Regions from separate parts of the Bicyclus anynana genome. Here region 1 is linked to region 2. The links are chromatin contacts, called in public Hi-C maps. All regions are on one chromosome and are shown on one strand. Each heading gives the region's core, a stretch centred on a gene start, on an enhancer-like site or on the middle of the called end of the contact. The rest is flanking DNA. Distances are from core to core; before and after follow the strand shown.

The links. Hi-C and Micro-C count contacts between places; a contact is called where the count stands out from the background.
Region 1: a Hi-C map of whole body shows a contact between it and region 2, with 1.9 times the contacts expected there. The contact joins the promoter of LOC112053530 here to the promoter of LOC112053535 in region 2. A contact is called at or near these places in 2 of 2 Hi-C or Micro-C datasets (whole body and whole larva).

The regions. Positions count from the first base shown.
Region 1 is chrZ:17,261,555-17,268,131 of ilBicAnyn1.1, reverse strand. It overlaps LOC112053530 (RUS family member 1), which reads left to right and starts at 5,204. Exons shown (of 9, transcript XM_052890837.1): 1 at 5,204-6,229; 2 at 6,355-6,516. The coding sequence starts at 6,163. It overlaps LOC112053531 (peptidoglycan-recognition protein LE-like), which reads right to left and starts at 4,656. Exons shown (of 5, transcript XM_024092977.2): 1 at 3,637-4,656; 2 at 1,534-1,704. The coding sequence starts at 4,015.
Region 2 is chrZ:17,091,219-17,097,689 of ilBicAnyn1.1, reverse strand. It overlaps LOC112053535 (proton-coupled folate transporter), which reads right to left and starts at 4,383. Exons shown (of 8, transcript XM_052890928.1): 1 at 4,192-4,383; 2 at 134-328. The coding sequence starts at 4,197. LOC112053529 reads left to right here and starts at 6,048. Exons shown (of 5, transcript XM_052890622.1): 1 at 6,048-6,324. The coding sequence starts at 6,196.

The DNA of each region.
Region 1 (6,577 bases), core at 3,955-6,454, 170 kb before region 2:
TAAGATTCCAAGTTTTCTTACTTACATAGTTACAAGTGAAGCTAATGTGAGCGTGTTAATACCCCCTAATAACATTGACTTTTTGATTAATTAACATGCTGTGCGCATGTGTGTCATGGGTACAACACCAAGTGTGTGATATGAGTATATTTTTACCTCTCAACTATGAGTATACTTATAAATAAAAAACACAATATTAAATATAAAAGAAAAATCCACAATCCAGTGCAATGCAAATCAATGTTAGTGCACATAACGAATCCCTGAACCTTGAGCCATTTTCAATCATATAATATGTATTATATAGAAAAGTAATCTCAGTCTTAAATAACATCCATACTTATTATCAATATGATGGATATTGGATGTGTTTGTTTGTTACAATTTCACATTATGTTACAAATAAGTGCTTACTCTAACCAATTATAGTAAGGACTTCTTTGTAAATATAATGATTCCAATAATAATCCTTAAAGAAATATTTGTCAGACAGTGAGAGATCAATATGCAGGGAATTAAATTTTTTGGAGAATAACTTGGACACATAGGATGGGATTGAACACTTTCTTCGACAAGCAAATCAGACAAAAGACAATAATAAAATTTTTACGATTATACACCTACTTTGCATACCGTCCCCATAGAGCAAAAAGTCATTAACTTGAAATTCACTACTTGAAATACAAGTGTTGAAAGTTTTTGTTTAAATATAACTTTATTTGCTTTTATATAATTTTATGTACATAACCCTAATTTGAATCTTAATATATAAATGCAAAAGGTCATTCATCACGAAATCTCGAAACCACTTGAGTTACAAAGATGAAATTTTCCAGGGAGGTAGTTTATAGTTAGTAGACCTCCGCTAAGAACGGACTTTGCAAGAGGACCGGATTAAGGAGGTCTAAGGTTGGACGAAGTCGCAGGTGTCCGCTAGTATACTATAACAGTTTGTTTTATACTAGCAATATAAAACAAAAAACGTTTAATAACAGACAAAAGTAAAAATATTTATTTATTCATGATTTTTTTTCTATAAAATCACTGACTTAGTTCTGAGTAAGTAATTGTCAACCTGTCAAGTGTAGTGATTTTTAAAGTAAACAGTCATTCATTGCTTTAGATAATTTTGAACTAACTGATACTTACGAAATGTGTATGCTTTAACTATTAAGACGTATTAAATAATATTAAACTACTAATAAAACTATTTTAATGCAATGCATAAATGCAACACTTGATAGTGTTTAATATTGAAATAACTTAAGTTAATTCCCCAATAGGCACTAGTTTCCAAAGGGTAGACATAGTTACTTTGCACATTTCATAAAACGAAAACTAAGGCAACTACAAAAACAACGGTTAGTCCAGACATTTAGAGAAAAAAATGTTGATTTTAATGAAATTTAGAAGTCAAAATGGTAATTTTGGGACTTAGTGACTTTTTGCTATATGGGTATGGTATAGTGAACAAAGTAATACAATTATTAAAGTCAGTTTCTTCTTGGTTAAAGTTAGTTAGTTACCACTTACCAGTAGGGTCTGATGAGGTGAAGTCTGGCTGTGTATAGCCATTTGTGGGCTGTTGTTGTTCATACTTATTTTGCAGCACAAGTACAATTGCTATTATACTTCCTATAACAGTTATGCATACTGCAGAGAATGTGATTTTGTGCCATACTAAAATTTGTTCTTTCTTGTCTACTGTAAAACATGAGATAAAACATATTGATGAGTATTTAAATTTCGAGGTTAACACATGACAGCCCAGTGGGTGACCTCTGCCTTTGATTTGAAGTGTATCAGTTCGAAGCTGGTCGGCCTAATCCCTCTCATTCTGAGAGGAGGCTTGTGCTCAACAGTGAGCCAAATATGTGTCGTTAATGATGATTTAAATTTTAAAAGTAGTAGACACAACTTTAGTGGAATGTAGATCTGATCATAGTTCATCATGATCAAAGATAAAGTGTTTTAACAAAATCTATACTAATATTATAAAGTTGAAGAGTTCGTTAGTTTGTTTGTTTGTTTGAACGCGCTAATCTCAGGAACTACTGGTCTGATTTGAAAAATTCTTTCATTGTTAGATAGCCCATTTATCGAGGAAGGCTATATTTTATCCCCATATTCCTTTAGGAACGTGAACCACGCGGGTGAAACCGAGCGGTGTCAGCTAGTGATACTTTATGGGGTATTTTTTTTGCTTTTGGGGTAAATAACCTTATAAAAGAAACCTGCCAAATCTACTTGACATGGTTTTCCATAAAAGGCAAGGTGAGAAACACTAATTTTTTATTATATTAATTAATGATATCTTAGACAAATAGAATACTAATAATATTAAACCATACAAATGTCAAGAAAGAGAATTGTAAAAACTACATAAACATATAATGTAAGTAAACACAAATTTGTTGTGCAAGTGCATGTGTCCAACTTTTTGCATTGCTTTTGTAGGCACATAACATACCTGATACTTAATACTAAATAATAAATAGTTGATTTGGTCATTAATGTCAAATTCTGAGATTTTGCTAAAAATTACAGACTCTCCAATTAGTTCAGCAGATGTAGGGTTAAGGTATTCCTTGATGATCGATCAACACTCCCCTTCTCTGCTCGTGTTGTTCTCCCTACCTATCCAAATTTGGTAAATTAGAGCAGCTTTGGATACTCGTTCTAGCTTGGAATTAGCTGCACTTCTAGAGAGGCCAAGGTTTAAAGACCTTGGCCTCTCTAGAAGCAAGGCAAGTTATAGATAGATTTTGCTGGTAATCCTCTCGCACCTACTTCTATGGCGTACAGACTAACTACATAGCCAATTTTAGTTAGTTCATCTGTTAAGTCATAATATTTATTCACTTTTAAACTGTGGTCCTTCGGAATGTTAGTCTCCCACGGCACAGTGAGCTCTACAAGTACTATTCGCTTTGTTTGTTTGGACAAAACAAAGAGAAACAGTGCTCTAAAAATCACAAATCAACAAAACACATTGATAACTCATGAGTACACAACCACTTCATTTAAATATTTATCTTATTATGATTCAAAAATGAAAATTTAGATAGGATTAACATTCCTGAATTACTTAGAGTTTTTCTTCCTAAGACGTAAACCCCAATATATGTTGTGAAGACAAAATGACATATTGTCGACCAATAGCGGTTGAATTTTTTAAATTAGTGCTTTTTTAGTTGCAGTGGGACAAAAGAGTGTTGTTTTCAATGTACCTTTGTTAGTCAATGATAGGTCATCTACCGACTGGATTATTCTGATAGCAACATACTAAATGTCCCCTTCCATACTGGTTGTAGATAATATAAAATATTAATATATTAACAATAGCAATAGCCTATGCATAGTGGGGACTATGCATAGGCTATTGCCCATAAAATAACCACACTGAGCATGCAGGTTGGTAATTTCTTGGAGGTCCATGCAAGAGGCCTATGTCCAGCAGTGGATGTCTGTGGGCTGATAAAGTAACCCCCACTAGGTGGACCGAAGTCATCAAGCGGGTCGCAGGGAGGTGCTGGATGCTCAAGACAGTTGGAAATCCATGCAAGAGGCCTACATCCAGCAGTGGACGTCCATCGGCTGATAATGATGATTATGATAAAATATCAATTAACTTACAATTCTCCTGCTTTTTCCCATTAGTAGAATGGGCGGCTGTATTCTCATCATCAGTCCTAATGTACGAACAATTGTCTACACCTGTTTTGATCTGTTTTATAGTCACGGGTCCATTGAAATATGTGTTGTTGCCAAATTGAACATTCTCAGAGTTTGATATAGCGACTCTACCAAACGATGGCACAGTATTGTGTATCAAATCGGAAGGTATAGGCGATATGGCGTTAACATTGCTAAGGATCTTTGAGACTTTTTGTTTATCCGAAATATTGTCGTCACTATCACTATTCACGTCGGTTACAGTAACGTCCCCCAAGTCTCCTGCTATTTTGACGCCGAGATTTACACCCGAATTGGATCTATCTAGTTTGACAGCCATTTTAATTTATCTAACATTTTTGTTGTAAAATTTTGTTCAGTTATCTACTATTTTATAGACAATAATTTGCAATCTAAACAGTAAACACCCATATAATATTTAAACAGGAAAATGGAAAACAATAAAATTAAATCTCACAACAATCCCACAATAAACACAAGACCACGGAGGCACAAACCGCACAAACGTCAAAAGAGATCACAGATTAATAGATAATACTACGTACTCTTTGATACAGACCAATGACCATAGCTTAAGTACATTGTGTTTATTGTAATAGAGACCACAGGTAAAAAAGGTGCTGCCATCTAGTTCTAATTACACAAACTAATATAATATGTCCAACTTTTTAAAATGTCAGTACATTTTGAAACGGTATTACATACATATATACAAGCTGTCTCGTAAATAGTATTTTGAGATTTGTGAGAGCCGTGATAGCTTAGTGGACATGATCTCTGCCTCTAATTTCGGAGAGTGTGGGTTCGAATCCGGTCCGGGGCATGCACCTCCAAATTTTCAGTTGTGTGCATTTTAAGAAACAAACGGTGAAGGAAAACATCGTGAAGAAACCTGCCTAGCAGAGAATTTTCTTAATTCTGTGCGTGTGTGAAGTCTGCCAATTCGCATTGGGCCAGCATGGCGGACTATTGGCCTCAACCCTCTCATTCTCAGAGGAGACTCGAGCTCAGCAGTGAGCCGAATATGGGTTGATAATGATAAATTGATGAATGATAAGATTTGTAATCTTGAAATTTAATAGAGTTTAAAGTAAAGACAGAAATCGTCAGCTAAATTAAAAAATATCGGAGTAAATTCTCAAAATTATAGCGCAAATATTGAAATAACTAATAAGTTTGATATTTATAGTAAGACGACACCCCATCATAGATGTCTACTGGAGAAAATAGATGATTATATTAATTTGGCAGTAGATTTTTAAATATTGAGTTGTAAAACTGCTAACTGTTAACTGCTTTTATTAAAATCTTAGCTTTAATATTTAAACATTTTTTGTATTATAGTGAATAGAATAGTTTATAAAGAATGAAGAATAGTTTATAAAGCCAAATTTTAAATTTTAATAATAGTGATGCAAAAAAATGCATGCATTTAACTATTATGTAAGGCATAAGAATAAAAAATAAATTTTATATATTAATAAATTAGTCCAAATTGTTTCGATTTGTACAAAATATTGTCCGACTACAAAAGCCAAATGTATTTTTTGGCTTTACAAAGTAGTTTGACAATAATTTGAAATTTCCAATGTAATATTGAAGTAAATTTACGAATAGTACATATAGATGGCGCTACTGCAAAAACCAGCGCCATCTCTTGAAAAGGGGTTCTTGTTTGAAGTTAATACAAATAGCAAACTACAGTGTGACTTATCTATCTCAATAAAATTGTCTATGATCGTGATCCCAGTGTTCCCAACTTAGGGGTTTTCCCCCCAGATTTAGGGGGCAAATAAGTGAAATGGGATTTTTTAGGGGTCTGAAATTTTTAGGGGTATTTTCAGGGATTTTTTGACTTTTTAATATTTTTAAATTGATGATAATTTTAATATTTCTTTCTTGACCTAGCGACCTATAACGATGTATAATACGTTATTCTACAACCACTCTGAGGCAACTGGCGGCAATTTTCATCGAATAAAAAAAATGTTAAATTTATTCATTGTCAACATGTATGATTTAAAAAAATCTGAATCTTCAGATAAATACGTAATATTTTGTCTGTATTAAATAAGACTTTTAAAACATATTACAGCATATTATTTCTAAATTATTATGAATTTATATTTTTAGGGGGACAACTCAATAATTAAGGCGATTTTAGGGGTTTTTGACACAAACTTTAGGGATAAATATTTTGGAGAGTTGGTAACACTGCGTGATCCACAGAGTACATTAAAAAGTAATCCATCGATCGTGTATCGATCCATGATCCATCCAATTCCATTCTACATTTATTATTTTACTTTTTGCATTCCATCCACCTGATGATGTGAATAAATGATGAAGTGATCTGTGATTCCGCCATTCCACGTCAACGCCGGTGGTTTATCATCTTTTTTAACTTCAAATTTTCTGCGAACACGTTTTGAATTTGCCTATATTTTCATATTTTTGGTAGTTAATATGGAGCAAGAAACTTTATTTAAGGAATTTTCTACTGAGAAAAGGCGTACTATAGTAAAACCTGCCGGTAAGCATTTAGAATTTATTTTATCTTTTTTGAATCGTTACCGTTAGACTCAGTACAAAATTCAAAATTATCCTTGAGTTTTTGCGAAAGTCTGGGTAAGAAACCTTAAGATTTTAACTTTTCAGGTCAAAATAACGTTTCTGTACTTAAGGAAAACCAGCCATTTAGTATACAAGACTTTATTACTAAAATATTTTTACCACGAGGATATCCTGACTCAGTTAGTAAAGACTATATTGAGTATCAAATTTATGATTGCCTACAGGCTGCCTGTAGCACTATTATCGGTAAGTTGTATACAAATTTTTTTAGCTTGTTGTAAAGCAAGCAAAGCAGATAATTCAAAAC
Region 2 (6,471 bases), core at 3,134-5,633:
ACTACAGCGCTAGATCTCCCTCCCTATAGGATAGGGAAGGAAGCGGATAATGACGAGAAATGAAAAATTGTTTTTGTGATCTGTTACAAGAAAATTACTATTAAAATTATAATTATCTAATAAGGTAGGTTACCTGAACTTCTTTGTTAATATCACTATATTTGCTTATATTATAACATATATCCGCACTGTAGCCATGATTCACTGTGCATGTTCTGAATACATAAAATGTTTGTTCTATAACACTTGTTATCATGAATGCCATCATATAGAAGAACATAACAGGTTCCACTGTTATTTTTTTGTACCATGGCTGTATACTTTCTTTCTGAAAAATAAAATCAAATTTTTAACAAAAACTAATACAATGTAATTTTTATCTGTTCTCTTTACGCTCCTTATATTACAAGCGTACAGTATGTTGCTTAATAACCTCCTCTATCTTCTACTAAAAGTTTTATTTAAATTGGTTTAGTTGTTCCAGAGATTAAGCCTGGATGAATAAATAGACATATTTTTTTTTAAGTTTTTGTTGCACTAGACAAAAAACAGATATTTTGAAATTACAGTCAGACACTTTAAATTTTATTTATTATATGTATTGATATGAAGAATAAACAATAACGAAAATATAAAACATGCTGCTTAACCTTGCACCACATGGTTTGTTAGGTTGTACCAGAGTTTTTGGATATTAGTTTAGATCACAACACAATATCAAGAATATCAAAAATCGAACTGAAATTGCTTGCTAAAATTGATTCCACGTTTAGCAGACTTGAATCAAATCTGTACCTAAAACCGATTACTTATTAAACTTTGGATTGAAAGACACAGTATGTGGAAATGCAATGTGTGAATTCTCTCAACTGCAACTTGTTTATTGCAGAAAAACATAAAATATGCAATGCTGCAAAATGATGAATGCTCTATCATAGAACGATGTAGTTTATAGTAACTAGGTACGTTATAGATTTATTACCAACTAGCGAACGCCCGCGACTTCGTCCGCGTGGAATTCAGTTTTTCACAAATCGCGCGGGAACCGTGGATTTTTCCGGGATGAAAAGTAGCCTATGTGTTAATCCAGAGTAAAATCTATTTCCATTCCAAATTTCAGCCAAATCGCTTCAGTAGCCGCACCGTAAAAGAGGAACAAACATATTTACACACTTACACACAAACTTTCGCCTTTATAATATTAGTAGGATAGTAGGAAGTAGGACTAGCGGACGCACGCGACTCTGCCCGCATGGAAATCGTTGTAAACTTTAAACCCCTATTTCACTCCCTTCTCTTTATATTTTCGTTATGTTTTATATTTAATAAATTGTCCACTAATATTACTTTGCTACTTTATAATACTATTTTGCTGAGGCGAAGGTTCCCGACTTTTTTGCGATTATACGAAATCGCATAGCCTCTTTCTGGGAAAGACTCAGACAAACAAACAACGTCATCCTCAAGGTCATCGGTGAGCACATATCTGGCCCGATATTTGACCATTGGCGACGTGTTCACCGGGACGCAAATAAAAAGTAGGTAAAATTAGTTATAAGATGACGTGCAATTTTATTACGAATTATTTTTATTTTTATTTTTCAGTAATTATAAGATATCATACCGTGTCATTTTAATATTTTAGTTTAATTTACGACGTATATTTAAATTATTATACTTTTGTATGTGGATTTTTATCCTTAATAAAGAAAAATTATTATTATTATTATTATTATTATTACAAAAGTATAACTTGAAAAATGAACGCTATACAAGATGGTTGGGAGTATTTCCCATAACTTCAAGGTGTTGACGAGTCCACTTAAATAAGCCGAACTGCAACTAGTTTTTTTTTGAAACTACAAACTATTTTAAATAATTCCGACTATCCATATAGCACATGCCTTTAGGTAAAATGATAAGAAATATTTTTTATTCAATGACAAGTTATTAAAAAAAACTACGACCCCCTTATAACCTTTTAGAATTTTGAAAAATCTTGAACAACATTATTTTTAGTATTTTTTTGGTAGTACGCATACCAATTTTCACAATTGTAACTTTCAACCCCCGTTTCACCCCTTTCAGATTTTTTTCGCGACACAAAGTATCCTCCGTATTATGGTCTCAAATCGTGCTAATATGAATTTATTCAGTAGTTTCAGAGTGCTGCTCTGTCAACCAAAAGATGGACAGACAGACAGACAAACAAATAAAAAAATATATATATTTAGCTTCAGTATCAATCATAATATGCCTACCAACTAAAATTTTCAAAATATCTTCAATGTACAGAATGCAAACTGTTACACTTTATTATAAGTATAGATGATTTCATCACAATCTTGTTCTAAATGATAAATATGATTTTAGTAAAAGACACAACACAACTACCTACATAATATTATATATATTGAACCATTGATCTTGTTATCAATTGAAACAAGATAGAAATTACGTATGCCGTCACTATCCTATAAACAATGTTGAAACTTCAATAGATTCCGATTATCATGAAGTATATAAGATAGTAGCTATCAGATATATACAAATGAGATGTCAGATACAATCAAGTCACTTGAAGTTAGCCGCTGCCTCCCTCAATGATTCTCCGCACTTCCTTAATAAATTGACAATTCATAATTATTCATATTCATCATTCATATCATCATGAGCTATTTTAAAATATTTTTATACAAATGGTTACATAAAAAAAATATTTATTTATTTTGATAACAACTTCAGTTTTTAATAACCAATGAATGAAGTGAATAGGTAGTTTAATTTGGGGTCACTACAATCTCATCATCATCATCATACTATTTTAATGGGCTTGGCCCTGGCCAGGTGGAGCTTGGACCCACCATCCTGCTTCAATGTGGGTTGGATAAGATAAATTTAATAAGACAATCATTGTTTATTATTAACACTATCCTGCTCCAATGTAGGTTACAATTTAATAAGACAATTATTGTATAATATTCATAATAAAGCAATGGTACATATAATATTATACCATTAATCTTGCCCTCTTGCTACCTACTTCATAAAGGATAGTACGTCTTAGTACTAGTCTTATTAATTTCTAGTTACAGGCATTTGTGGCTTAACAAGTAATACTCTGGTTGATCAACTTGGGGTAGTGCTGTATAGAATTAACTAAATGTTATTGTTTGTCCTGAGAAGTGTTGCTTTGTTTATTATCAATGGTTTACTATTAATCATCAGGTAAATTTTAAGTAATTAAATATCACATGAAAAAACATTGTGAGGAAACCTGCATACTAGAGAATTTTCTCAATTATCTTGTGTGCATGTGTGAAGTCTGCCAATCCGCAATGGGCCGATGTGGTGGACTAATGACCTAACCCCTCAGAGATGAGACTCGAGCTGGGCAGTAAGCCGTATATGGTTTGATAATGATGCTCAGTCTTAGAAATAATTGACAATTATTTCAAACAAAAAAAAGAACATGCAAGTACTTCTGCGTAAACACCACACACATTCAACTGCAACAATTTTCTTAAACTGCTTTTGCTTACCAAAATAAATTCCTTTCCAAGATATAAACTTGTATAAGTACTGTAAAGTGTTTAATTAATATTATTCCTAATTTTATTATTTTTAATTAGCAGCATTATCTATTAAGTACATTAAACAAATTTTAAATCAAAAATCAGAATCAAAATTCATTTATTTCTAGTAGGATTACTTTAAAAACACTTTTGAAACATCAACTTTGACTATTTGTATAGACGACACTGGTACAAAAGGCATGTTTTGCTGAGAATATTATTTTTAATTAATTATTAGCTAATAGTATTAAGTGATTTTTGAAGTTTATGTAATTTAGATATACTTAAGTACCTCCATATTCTGAAAAATAAACGTAACTGCTGGAAGGCTTAATAATTTAATACTTTAAATTATTAATTTATTGATTTACGTGACGTTTCCAATAAATTAAAAATACATGTCATAAAGTTAATTAATAACACTTGCATGATAAAATAAGTATATTATTAAAGTTATTAAGTAAGTAAGTATATTAATAAAGTTATTAATGAAAAAAAACATGAATGTGAAGAATGTGACAAATAATAAATATAGTTTTATGATACTTTATTAATTTATTAAAAACATTTTAATTTTTTGCTTTTTGGCGGCAAAAACGAATTTTTAAACACTGACCTCCATTTATTTCACACTCTTGCACACTGGACTGCAAAGAGATCATCAGAGATTTTTTTATATCTTTTTCATCTATCGGAGTTTGTATTTCTGGGTGCTGGAGAAGTTTGAATTAATAAATAATATAATTTTAGAAAGATGTTTAGCAAATGTGTCCTAATGTCAATTGCAATGCAATTCACTACGTTCTAAAATGACAGATTCGTGCACAGATTATTAAGATATTACCCCAGTGAAAAAATGTCAAAATATTACTTTCACAGACACATTATCTCTAAGGTACCTTACTGCTCGGATCAAATACAAATGGATTTGTATGGCATCGAAATTCACCAACAAAATTGTCTAATATTTTGGGGGAAACGAGGGAAACTCGCGTAGAAAATATTTAACACCATTATTTATATTCTATCTCCTTACACACAATTATAAATATGTTTAGAAATACACATACAATTAATTTTTACATAGTCTAACAAACTCGTTACATAGAATATTCGATTTGATCGATGTTTTGTTGTTCCGGCTGAAGAATCGATTCGAAAAAAAAGAATATTTACCTTAACGAAAATATGGCAAATATTTTTTTAAGTGCTTCGAAGACTGGCAGTTCTGTCACGTTGTGTGGCAATACTGATTCTCGGACATAAATATAGGCCAGATTAAAATATAAGTCATGGGAGGCGTCGATTAATCGCTTTGCGATTTCTTTAAAAAGAAAGCGAATACTCGGACCCCACGGACTTAGCGTTTTGACCGCAAACAGCTTAAATACATAACCTCCAACGAGATTGCTATATTGGCACCGCTTGAGGGTCTTTGTTTATGCAGCAGCACCATACCTGCACAGTCCATCGTGCCAGGAAGAAGTGAAAGTGCACGAGTGTCCACGCAAATCGCTTCCCACATTAAAAGCCCACCCATCTTCCATGGCATCAATGACATGCCGTCCAATCTCTTACCCTCGTCGCGCGCCGAACCATTAGGTTCTAAAACGGCAAGCTCGCTGGCGACGACAAAAGCACAACAGATGATGTCATTGAGACTAGTGTGCCGTAGAATACGGCCAGTGCTACTACAGGCACAAAAAACCGTGGTGTCCGAGTTTATCGACTAGCTCTTCACAGATACAGCAATGCGGAGAAACACACAGAGCGCCCAAGCGAAACCTTTATCTTTTATTTCTTTTAGGTACATGTAAAGTGGGGGTATGTTCTTTTATTTTTTTATCTCATAATGTGGGGTATCGTTGGATAGGTCATTAAAAAGTATTGTGGGTACGTTTGTAAATTATTAACGTTTTTTTTCTTTGTTCGTGGGTTTTTGATCTTTGACAAAGGGGACGTTTAGAAAGTCAGGTCTTTTTGTAATTGATCTGAGCCGTTACTGGTTATTGTTGTATTTATCTATGCGACAGTATATTATAGCTTTTATTTTATCTTTACATCATTCTATCCGTAGTATAGTTTCTGATATGAACAGCGAAGATTTAGAATGTTCCGGCTTCGGTGTTTCTACACTTACGATTTGTGCATCTTCAAGGCAAGAGTGAATAGGCGAAAGACCTTAGAATAGGCATCTTCTAAGCAACTTGGAATACTAAGACCTAAGATTAATTACCGCTGGTCTGAGTAAAATGGCGATATCTCTTTGACTTTACATGGTTTTCGTGACTTAAACCAAGATTTACGCAATAGATACTGTACCGAGTCGTAAATCTATGCATGCGAATTGCGATGCATTCACTACTGAGTGAATATCTATTTGCCAAAGAGAAAATTGTATCTATTTGCTTTTTGTCTGTGGTACCCTTTAACAATTTACTCTTTGAAACTACTCTTTGGTCTGTGGTGTGGTGCCGTAGGCTTTAGTTGTGTGTTCTAGGTTGAATGTTGTAACAAGGAAATTCGTAGTTTTGTTCGTTTTTTTACATAGAATTAAGAATATTTAGGCCCAATTTATGTTCTTGACGAACTTTTGTACGTGTAAAGTGAATTCGGTGAGATGGAGTCCCCGCCGTCAATCTCCACGCACTCGGAAGCGCCTCCTTTGAGTGAAGACAGCGGTCTGCTGATTACAAGTGGATCATTTTCTAGTGATTCTGCGAGTGGTTGGCATCACAACGCATCCGAGGTGGGTATTGCTACTGAATACGTCACAACAAACTTTGTTTATATAGATTCTTGACTTTTATGAGCTTTTTAATTCATCATGTCCAACTTCTTGCATGATTACATTACGAAAATCTTTCTAGCGAATATCTTAGACGATCCTCTATGC